Regions from separate parts of the Callithrix jacchus genome. Here region 2 is linked to region 1. The links are chromatin contacts, called in public Hi-C maps. All regions are on one chromosome and are shown on one strand. The core of a region is the stretch at or near the end of the contact, and the rest is flanking DNA. Distances in the headings are between cores, read along the strand shown. Region 1 overlaps MOB2 (MOB kinase activator 2). Region 2 overlaps BRSK2 (BR serine/threonine kinase 2).

What was found. Hi-C and Micro-C count contacts between places; a contact is called where the count stands out from the background.
Region 2: a contact with region 1 is called in a Hi-C map of skeletal muscle, with 15 times the contacts expected there. The contact joins two enhancer-like sites. A contact is called at or near these places in 2 of 3 Hi-C or Micro-C datasets (both in skeletal muscle).

What each region holds. Positions count from the first base shown.
Region 1 is chr10:130,390,304-130,395,921 of calJac240_pri, reverse strand. The region is part of intron 1 of MOB2 (MOB kinase activator 2); the gene reads right to left. Among named protein-coding and RNA genes, the nearest start is that of MOB2, 24 kb to the right of the region's middle. Within about 2 kb of position 2,806, at least 3 of the 16 cell types and tissues checked have an H3K27ac peak or open chromatin away from gene starts, as enhancers often do. A contact at or near this core is called in skeletal muscle, where this site is marked.
Region 2 is chr10:130,461,389-130,466,782 of calJac240_pri, reverse strand. It overlaps BRSK2 (BR serine/threonine kinase 2), which reads left to right. Exons shown (of 21, transcript XR_013523622.1): 14 at 64-271; 15 at 847-895; 16 at 4,361-4,484. Among named protein-coding and RNA genes, the nearest start is that of BRSK2, 59 kb to the left of the region's middle. Within about 2 kb of position 4,007, at least 6 of the 16 cell types and tissues checked have an H3K27ac peak or open chromatin away from gene starts, as enhancers often do. A contact at or near this core is called in skeletal muscle, where this site is marked.

The sequences.
Region 1 (5,618 bases), core at 1,557-4,056:
TAGCAGGCTCCTGAGGAGCCCCACCAAGCAGGAGCTCTGAGCTGCAGCACAGAGTGTGCGGGCCCCAAATCCATGCCAGCATGCAAGCTCAGCCACAAGTCTGCTGGCAATAACCGTGGAACAAGCTTGTGAGGTTCAGAGAGTCCCACCCTGATGGGGAGAGCCACAGGGAGCCCCAATCTCGGCAGTGACAGGCCCCAGGTCCCCACACAATGTGAGAGTGGGGACAGCAGTGGACGGCAGCTCTTCAGCAGGGCACTACCTTTAGAGGGACCTCAACAAGTGACCACAGCCCAGGGCTGACTCTGGGGCAAATGCAGACCTCCTCCCGGTGCCCCCTTCAGAAAAGGTACTCAAACACTGGCCCCCATTACAAGCTGGACATGGTGCCAGGCGCAGGCACTGCCTGCCTCCAGGACTTAGAGGCCCTTGTCCTGACAGGTGCCAGGAGGCCCTCAAACGGGACTGCAGCAGTGGGGCAGGGAGGTTAAAGTAAAGAGGACGGAGGGGTCTGATGGAGACAATACCTTTCCTCGCCGTCAGAGGTGAAGGCTCTACTGTCAGCTGGTGCTGACTCGGGGGGCACACGAGCTCTCCTACCACGGCTGCACCACACGGCTGGTAAAGGGACAGTCCTGGACACCCGCCTCCTCAAGCGCGTGTGCACTCGTGTGTTCTCCTGTGCAGCACTGGCACCCCACTCCCATTCTGCCCCAGGCAGCTGGTGTGTTCCTCTGCGCTCACCAGCTCGACCCCACAGTGGCAGAGGGACTCACAGAGGGAGTCACACTCACGTGTCAGGGCTCCAGAGTGGTCCCCAACCACTGTGCTCACAGCCAGAACCCTGCAGGGTGGCTGTGCCCATGGCCATCACTGCCCAGCACCCGCTCCCTCCAAACAGCCAGCAGCGCCCTCTGGTGGAGACTGGCCTCAGCCTCTGTGGCACTGCATTCCCATGGCAGTGGCCGGTCGTGTCCCCAAGTCCTAGAGAATGCCCCTCTCTCTATCAGCCCTGGGAGGGTCCCTGGCACCCTGGTCTAGGCCCCCATTCTCCACAAGTGCACTCCTTGGCCCTTCAGGGACTAGAGGCCTCAGGAGTGCTCCTGGGAGCAGAGTGTGGGGATCGACCTGGACCCTCCTCAGAGGCAGTGCCTTCACGGAAGCACGAGGGGCTTCGAAGCAGAGAGGGCTGCCACTTATCAACCAGATGGCCTGGGCTCAATTCCCAGCTGCAGGGCCCTGGCCCATGATGTCACCTCTCTGCATTTCCCACTTATAAAATGGCAATGCTGACCTCCAGAGTGTCCTGAGTGGGCAGAAGGCTGCAGCACTCCCCAGGGAATCCGACACCAGCCCCTGGACACTCCTGGATGCTCCTGGGCATAGCAAGGTCAGAAAAGTCACCTCCTGGCTGTCCAAAAGGAGGGTCCACACCAACAGGGGGCAGTGACCCAAGTACTTCTGAATGTACCATTTGAGCGATCATTTTCAACAGAACCAAGGTGACCAGAAAAAAGACTTCTGTGGCAAGCTCTGCTCCAAGTGACCACAGAGAAGCTGAATCTTCCAGTTGTGCAAACAGAAGGTACCAAGTACTGGCTGCTTTCTAGGTCTCTCTGGGTCTGACTGTGACACTCCCCCCCCGCATCACCTTAGTACCCAAAATACCCACTGCTCAGCGGTGACCACATGAATCAGAAGCAAGGCATCCTGAGGCCCCGGGGAGCCAATCACAGGAGACGGTTGGTCACTAGGACACTAGGACACTCTGCCTCCCAATAACCAGAGCAGCCCAAGGCACCTGAAACCACACGCCGCTGATGGAGTGGCGGGGGGGAAGGGAAAGACCGGCACCCGCCCCTCACCCACCTGCCCGCCCGCCCTGTAGGGGAAGGGGACAATTAGACAGGGGCGAAACCTATCAGGCCAGAGGTGAGATGGGTGCCCCTTCTCAGACACAAGCACCGGAGAGAGGGGTCAGCGTGGGCCCTGCTGCTCTGCCCCAAGCACCGCAGTGGCGTGGAGTGGACCACCACTCACAGAAAGGAGAGAGAAACTGGAGTCCAGTTCTGTCCACAGGAGGGCTGTGTCCAAATGCAGGGCCTGCAGGTGGTGCCATCAGGCACGACCCAGAAAAGAGGAAGAGCCCATTTTTGTTTCGGACAAAGAAAGGAAGACATGAGGGTCCGGGTCCAGCACACAGGCCCCTGCGGGAAGGGGTGGAAGCTTCAGTGCTACTTTTCCTCACTGAAGGTGAAGCATGTGACTTGACTCTTATAGTCTCTCTTTCAACAATGAAGAAAAATGTTACATAAACCAAAAAATGAAACACAGAGGCAGGACGAGCTCCCCAGGACAGGGTGGGCCAGCACCCAGCCTCTCTGGCTCCCGTTACAGCATAACCCCAGGCTCACAGGAGAGGATGCAAAGGGCAGAGAGTGCCCGAGGCCCAGGCCTCCCGGCCCCACCTCCCTGGTGGGCACTCACCCATGTGCCGCCTCCCCAGCCAACAGCACTCTCCCGCCCTCCACAGCCACGCTGGGCACGTGCCACCCTCATGTGCGGGCCCCACCCTCTCACCTCCCGGGGGTTCAACCCCCTGCTTCTCCTTCTCCAACACCCTCCACCACACCACAAACAGCTCTGGCTGAGGCCACCCTCAACTGGCCATGTCCTCAATTCCCATCCCTGTAACACAGGGGCAGGCACCTGTGGAGGCTGATTGCGGCTTCCCCTGCAGTCACAACCCCAGCTCCTTCTCCCTCGCACCAGCTCTTCCCACTGTCCCTGCTACCCCCGCATCCAGCTCCCCCAGACTGCTCTCTGCCAGGCAGCATGCTCAGGGCACACCAGACATCTCACCTCCAGCTCACTGTGTCCAGAGATGTCTGACATAGACACTGTGTCTGCCTCTGAGAGGCGCCCCCCAACGCCCGCCATCTCCATAGACGATGCCCCGCCCCAACTGCTTAGGGACACCTGTTCACCATCCCTTCTACCTCCCTCCCGAGAGTGGGGTTTGTCAATTCCCTCTGTTACTGGCCAGAGTACCCTGGAACAGGGTCAAGCACAGCTGGGCCAGACGCAACTCCCACCTCTCAGCACCTCAGGCAGGCTCCTACTACCACTCTGTCCCTCCATGTTGCCACCTACAAAACAGGGTCTCGGTAAGTGCCCTGCGGGGTATGGCAGTGAGCATGGGAACAGTCAGAGCTCCAGGGTCCGCCACGACGTCGCCTTGCCAGTACTGTGCCTGCTGTGACTCTGCACGTTGTGGCAGCAATAGGCCACTCTAACTGGCCACATAACCTCCACAGAGAAAGGAGGGGCCAGGGACAGTGGGAAGAAGCAGACTCTGCTCTGACAGACCCACCTCAGGGCCCACCTGGCCGTATTCCACGACCCCAAGAGGATGCAGAGTGATGCTGCCCTCCATGGCTCACCTTAAAGAGCTCACTTGTAATGGGAAAGGAAGGGTCGAAAGGGTGAAACACAATGGCTTCTCCGTCCCATCACACTGCGCGATTCAGGAATAGTCTGTAGCAGTGACCCCACAGAGCCGCCAGGTACAACAGCCAAGACATGGGAAAACCTCAGCGCCCATGGTGGATCAAGAGACAGGAAGTGTGGTGCACACACTCCGTGGTGACTGCCACGAGACCAGCCTGCATGCAGGATGGCTTCACAGGTGTGACAGCAAGGGAGCGGGAGCTCCAGGCCAGACAAGCCTGGGGGAGGTGGCCCATGGCCCCTGAGGCCGCATGCCTAGGGCTCATCTGTACAGCCAGCCGGGCCACCCTGCATCCTGCAGCAATGGCTCCGGTGGGGCCCAAGGCCATGCGTTTCTAACAAGGTCCAGGCAACCCACTGCGAAACCGAGTTTAGGCTACAGTTGCCTCCTGACATATTTTAAGATCTACCTAAATGTGTCTTTGTACATCGTGAACTGTGGCAAGCGGAGGTGACAACAGAACACAGCCTATCCTTGTGCCAGTCACCCAGTTTGGCCAATCACATGTAGCTAACTGTTGGAGCTGTGTTCAAATAAGGCAAATGCCGAGCTGTGACCAATGGACTGTCTCTGTGCCTCACTGCCGTGTTCCGTTTTTCTTTTCCCGTCCATAACCACCACAAGGCTGCGCTGGAGTCTCTGAGTCTGCTCTGGCTCAAGAGGCGGCCCATTCAAGAATTGTGTTTTGCTCAGTTAAACTTCTTTACATCTGCTCTGGCTGATTTTTTTCTTTTATCACCGCTCTTGCTGCTGCCCACACCCCACCTGGGGAACCACTGCCCCACAGTGCCAGACACACCACCTGGCCTCTCTGCACCTCCATTCTGGGGCAGGGATGCGACAAGGACCAAGTGGGGCATGTGCCCCCAGTTCTCAGCAGCACGGGGCCCCGCCCACAGCAGACTCCCCCTTGAGGGTGAGCGAGTGTAGCAGTGGGGCTTCGATGCGCGCTCTGCAGGGTTCTCCACATCCACCCCGTGCACATCCATCTACTGGAGAGCTGCCCCAGGACTGCCCTGAGACACCAAACCCATGAACTCAGCCCCTGGCTCCCAGGGAATGCCAGCAAGTGAAGTGAACGGGAAGGACGACGGTGCTTGAGGCAGACGCTACTGTGGAGAGAAGCCCAGCATGGTGCAGGGGAGCAGGAGGCCAGGGTGTGAACCTGAATCTGGCCACCTCAGCAGAAGCACAGGAAACACAGACTGTGGTGCTGACCAGAGATGCAGGACATGGAAAAGAGCATAAGCCACTAGTGAGGACAGCCAGGGTCAGAAACCCGAGGGCATGCTGGCTGTCAACACGCAGGGGGACGCCAGGAGGAACATGTCCACAGTAACACACAGTGGATTTCTATAAGATGTTACCCCAAAATCAGGTGTTCACCATAAGGCTGTGCTGGAAAAGGAAGCTCAGATGGAATCAAGTGTCCAGAAATCACCAGCTGCCTCATTTGACACTAGCTGTCTACCCAATAGACTTTAGAATTTCCAACCTCATAATTAGTCAAAACGGGTTTGACCGCAACCTTCAGTAACACAAAATCAAGAACCGTGACTGCACGGGAGAAGCGAAGGGATTTAAGGTCCCTTTTAAACAACAGAAAGTTAAGTGCTATTGAATCAGTAGAGAAGCAAAAACAGTCCTGCTAATTTCCATTAACAATGACTGCTTTAAAAGTCTTTCAGTCTGTGACCAGCCTAGGGAAGATGGCAAGACTCTGCCTCTACAAAAAAAAAAATTAATTAGTGGGGCATGGTGGTGCGCCCCTGTGGTCCCAGCTACTCGGGAGGCTGAGGCGGGAGGATCTGTGGAGCCTAGAAGGTCAAGGCAGCAGTTAGCTGTGATCGTGCCACCGCACTCCAGTCTGGGCAACAGAGCAAGACCCTGTCTCTAAACAAAAAGCAAAAACAAAATTTCGGAAAGCAATCTAGGTTGTGAGAAGGCCGTCTGGGGCTGGTCCACTGTTTCTGCAGCCCACCCTGTGCCGCCGGGGTTCTCAGGGGCATGCTCTGTTCCCTCTGCTGCAGTCTCTCCTCCAATCCCCAGAGAGGGGCTTGGTCTCCACGGTGTCAGGAACTAGGCAGTGAACCTGCACCTCAGTGAG
Region 2 (5,394 bases), core at 2,758-5,257, 70 kb before region 1:
GTGCCTCCCCGACCCCCACCCACTGGGACTGAACCAAACACCAAATCTGTCCCCACCATACAGGTGACCCCTCACCCCTCACCAAGGGGCAGTCCCCTCCCCACCCCCAAGGGGACACCTGTCCACACGCCAAAGGAGAGCCCGGCTGGCACGCCCAACCCCACGCCACCGTCCAGCCCCAGCGTCGGAGGGGTGCCATGGAGGGCACGGCTCAATTCCATCAAGAACAGCTTCCTGGGCTCACCCCGCTTCCATCGCCGGAAACTGCAAGGTGAATGTCTGCCCGGAGGTGGCAGAGTGAAGTCGGGAGAGCGCAGAGACTGCTCTTGAGGGCCCACCCAGCGGTGCCAGACCAGTCTGAAGGGCCTGCAGCTGCATGGGAGGTCTAGGCCTGCCCACTGCCCATGGCTCACTGTCGCAAAAGTGCTGGGCAGCAGCTCATGTCCTGCCTGCCACCCAAGCTGGCATCCCTTCCTGGACATTCTGTGCTCCCAAGTCCACTCACTTCATGTCCTGGGCCAGGCACACAGCAAGGCGAGCTGGCCATCGAGTGGGCGCTGCCAGTCAGGAGGCTCCGTGTGGGGGGCACCAAGGGCCAGTTAGTGCTGCTGGAGAAGGCACAGCCAACTTCAGCACCAGAGGCTGGGACAGCTCCCCACAGCCCAGGGGCGCTTCCGCCAGTGGGGCTTCTAAGGTAGCTGGGAGCTGGGGTGGACCCGTGGCCCTTGGGGATGTCCCAGTGTGTGGTGGACTCCTGATGACCCTGACCTTGGCTCAAGGTAGCCAGGGCAGGGGAAGGATGAGGCAGTCACACGGCCTTCTCTTCTGTTCATCCCATGTATACAGTTCCGACGCCGGAGGAGATGTCCAACCTGACTCCAGAGTCATCCCCAGAGTAAGTGGCTCCTGCTTGGAGGTCGCTTGGCACGTGGCACTGCGCTGAGGGAGGAGCATGGAACCCTTCCCCTGTGGCTGACGGGGACTCCTTCTCTACCTGGCTCCACCTCCCACTGTAGGCAGGGCCCGAGTCTGAACTTTGAATGCCATCCAGGGAAGGAGCCCCCAGCCCTGATGAGAAGCTTCAGCCCTTGGGGGAGCCTGGGGTTGGCTGGAGGCGAGTGGGGGGTACACTGGGCGGAGTCTTCCCCAGGGCCTGAGCTTGCCGGGAAGAGACTCGGGGTGGGTCAGGTCTCAAGGAGAAAGCAGCCTGTGCTGAGAAGGAAGAGGCAGGCCGGGGCAGGGGGCCAGGCCTGGTGGGAACATGCGTGCAGGGGCCGAGCAGGGCAGGCAGGCTGAGGCCCCGCCCGGCCGTCTTCCTGAGTCATAAGAGGTGCCACTGCACAGAGCCCTGGCAGTCGCTGTGACCAGTGTCTGGGCAGAGATGTCCCCAGAGACCCCTTCCAGCCCCCAGGCCCTCTCCCTGCCCTCCACAACGGCCTTAGTCACTGGGCAGTGTCTCGGTGACCGGGTACGTGGTGGCGTACACAAGTGAGCCTGCAGTGTGACCCCACACAAGGCAGCTGCAGAGTGGTGGCCGGGCCAGAGCTGCTGGGACCTCCTGCAGGTGACCCCAGGAAATGGAGGTGTGGCCAGCCGTGGACTCAGTAAGAGAACCCTCATCCTGCTGCTGGCTTTAAACCAGGGGCCCCTGTGCAAACTGCTCAGTGGAAGCCCCAGGAGCGCTGTATCTGGGCCTTTCTGGGCCGAGCAGGTGGCTCTTCCAGCTGGGCACCCAGGTCAGAGGCATGCAGGCAGCGTGGTAAGCCCAGAGGTACAGAGCTTGGCAGACTTCAGAACGCTCTGCCCAGGCCGTGGCGTCGTTTCTGCCACTACCAAAAACTTCCAGTACAGACTCATAATTACCTTCCTCAGTAAAGGTGGAAAATGCACCCCAGTAGCTTGACGACACTGGAATTACCTGGGCTTCTCCCCTACCCCATCGAGACCACCCAGAGGGCCTGACCGCTCCCCGGGGTCCAGCACAGATGCTTCCCACAGCCTTACCAAAGGGACAGATGCCTCCCTCATCTGAGGGCCCGGCACAGCCACCTCCCACAGTCCTCTCCCAAAGGTCCCAGCACAGCCACCTCCCACAGTCCCCTCCCAAAGGTCCCAACACAGCCGCCTCCCACAGTCCACTCCCAAAGGTCCCAGCACAGCCACCTCCCACAGTCCACTCCCAAAGGTCCCAGCACAGCCGCCTCCCACAGCCGCACCTAATGGTCCAGCACAGACTCCTCCCACAGCCCTCCTTGCCCAGGACTGGCTTGCTGGAGACCTGAGACAACCCTCAGTCCCAGCTGCCTCCAGCTCCAGAGGAACAGAACAAGGCGCTGTGTGCGCATGGGAGGTGACCGTCTTCAGGAAGGGGTGGTTGTCTGGGACAGGCAGGGCCGCAGGCAGGACACCTTCAGATTCCTTGAATCTGAAGCCCCGGGTGGAAGTCCAGGCAGTTTCCAGATTGCAGCCTTGAGGGGGGATCTTTCTCCAGGAAGCCTGAACCTGGTGGATGCGGCCCGCCCTGTGAGGAAGGGTCCCCGCCAGTGTCACAGGTGACTGATTTAAGTTCATCTCATCTAAAAATGGCTTTGCAGCAACACCCAGACTCTCGTCCCGCCAGGCTGTGCACTGTCTGCCATGTGGGCATGGGAGTCACGGCACAGGCCCCACCCGCTTCTGCAGTCCAGCCTCCCCGGGCCTCTGGCATCTTTCACATGTGGGACTATTTTTTACAAATGCCACACCCCCAGGCCTCAAAGCAGAGAGTCACGTGTACCATCTGTCCCGTCTCTTCCGTAGCAGAACACGGAAGAACCCCCCGGTCTCTGTTTCTAGAACTGCCTGGCTGCCCCGTGCACTTCCTGGTTCCAGGCTCTGGTTCCAGACTTCCTGGTTCCAGGCTCTGGCACAGGGCTGGGGTAAGCCAGAGCTGGCCCTTGGAGTTTCAAACCCAGAACAGCCAGCGGCCGAGGCCGGCGGGACACTGAGGTGGCATTGAGAGGCTAAGCGATGGCCGAGCCAGCCCCCGTGTTCGGCTGGCAGGACTCCCGGGCCTCACAGGGACGGCTGCAGTGGTTGAGGAGTAGACAGCTCCAGAAACCGGCAAGGGAAGCTGTGTAGCCAGGATGCCGGGAGAGGGCGCCCTGAGCCCAGCCCCTGCCTCTGCCTCTCCCTGCAGCCCTGGTCCCATGTCCCGGCAGCAGTGGCAGGGGAACCATCAGGGAGAGCCTTCCCAGACAGCGGCTGCCCAGCACGCTCTGCCTGACTTGAGGGGGTGGGGGGCGGAGCAGAGGGCCTCTGCACGTTGGGGTGGGCCTGCTGGCAAGATGGGAGCAATCTTCTGTGGCTTCAGAAGCGGCCCCCGCTCCTGTTGGAAGTCAGTTGCAGGTCCCGCCTGCTTCTGGGGGTGGGGGGCACATGTGACTTCAGGAGCCCTGCTCAAGCCACCTCCCACAGGCGCCTTGTCAGGAGGGCTTGTCTGTGGAGGGACAGCCCCAACCTTGGGAGCGGGTGGCAGGCTGGCAAGGTGGGCCAGGGTACGGAGCAGTGCGGTGGGCTTGGGAGGTGGGTGGTGCCAGCCATTCTCACTGGGCCCTGCGTCCAGCAGAGGAAGTGATGTGGGTCAGGCCCACCAATCATGAGGTTGGCAGCATTGCTCCAGCCTGAGGTGGGGACCCCCCACTGTGGTGGCACCAGGAAACCGCGGTCTGTGTGGCTGTGGCGAGCCCAAAACTGCCCTTCCCCAGCCAGCCCTGGAGGTCTGGAAGTAATCTCTACAGGGTGGGGACCGGCCACATGGCCACATGCCGTAAACACAGGAGGGTGGCCCCAGGGGTGCTGAAGCTGCCCTGCCCGGTGGGAGGGGGCACAGACCCTGGCATCTGTGCTGTACCTATCCTGCCACTGCCTGTGTATAGCTCCCTGGTTTCCCCAGCTCCAGGCTGGACACCTCAGCCAGGATGCCACTGGGCACCTGAGGAGGGCTTAGCCAGAAACATAAAAGCAAGGCTGGGGGCAGGGGGCACCCTACTCCCTTCTCCCTTCTCCCCTTCTTCCCAGTGGGGTCTCTAGTGAGTGGGCTGCCCAGGCACAGCTCTGGGGAGCCCAGAGGCACCAGTTAGGGCCGTGGAACCTGGTTAGGGTTATGGGTTAGGGCCACGGTGAAGGTCAGGGCATTTGGGCTAGTGTTAGGGCCAGGATAGGGGTCAGAGTCAGGGCCACGGGTTCTGCCTAGCGCTGTGGAGAGCCGTTTCTATCTCGTGGGAACAGGAATTCCACTGTTCCAACCCCAGGTTTGAGGGAGGCAGTGGTGTGGACCGCACCACGCCTCCATCCTCACAGCCTGTCTCCCACTGCCCAGGCTGGCCAAGAAGTCCTGGTTTGGGAACTTCATCAGCCTGGAGAAGGAGGAGCAGGTCTTCGTGGTCATCAAAGACAAACCTCTGAGCTCCATCAAGGCTGACATCGTGCACGCCTTCCTGTCGGTGAGGCCACAAGCGCCAGGGCCGGCGGGCAGCCCCCCCAACCCCACGCCGCCCAGCTCCCCCCTGAGAACGGGCAGACCCCCAACCCCATGCCACCCTGCTCCCCCCGAGAACGTGCAGCCCCCCAACCCCACGTCGCCCAGCTCCCCATTGAGAACGCCAGCCCCCCAACCCCACATCACCCAGCTCCCCCCACCCGAGAACGGCAATCCCTCCAACCCCACGCCACCCTGCTCCCCCCGAGAACGTGCAGCCCCCCAACCCCACGTCGCCCAGCTCCCCCCACCCGAGAACGGCAATCCCTCCAACCCCACGTCACCCTGCTCCCCCCGAGAACGTGCAGCCCCCCAACCCCACGCCACCCAGCTCCCCCCCGAGAACGTGCAGCCCCCCAAACCCCATGCTGCCCAGCTCCCCCCCGAGAACGGGCAGTCCCCCAACCCCACACCGCCCAGCCCCCCCCGAGAATGGGCAGTCCCCCCAACCCCACACCGCCCAGCTCCCCATTGAGAATGCCAGCCCCCTAACCCCACGTCACCCAGCTCCTCCCCCGAGAACGTGCAGCCCCCCAACCCCATGCTGCCCAGCTCCCCCCTGAGAACGTGCAGCCCCCCAACCCCACACCACCCAGCTCCCCCCCGAGAACGTGCAGCCCCCCCAACCCCATGCTGCCCAGCTCCCCCCCGAGAACGGGCAGTCCCCCCAACCCCACACCGCCCAGCTCCCCTTTGAGAACGCCAGCCCCCCAACCCCATGTCACCCAGCTCCCCCCCAAGAACGTGCAGCCCCCCAACCCCATGCCGCCCAGCTCCCCCCTGAGAACGTGCAGCCCCCCAACCCCACGCCACCCAGCTCCCCCCCGAGAACGTGCAGCCCCCCAACCCCACGCCACCCAGCTCCCCATTGAGAA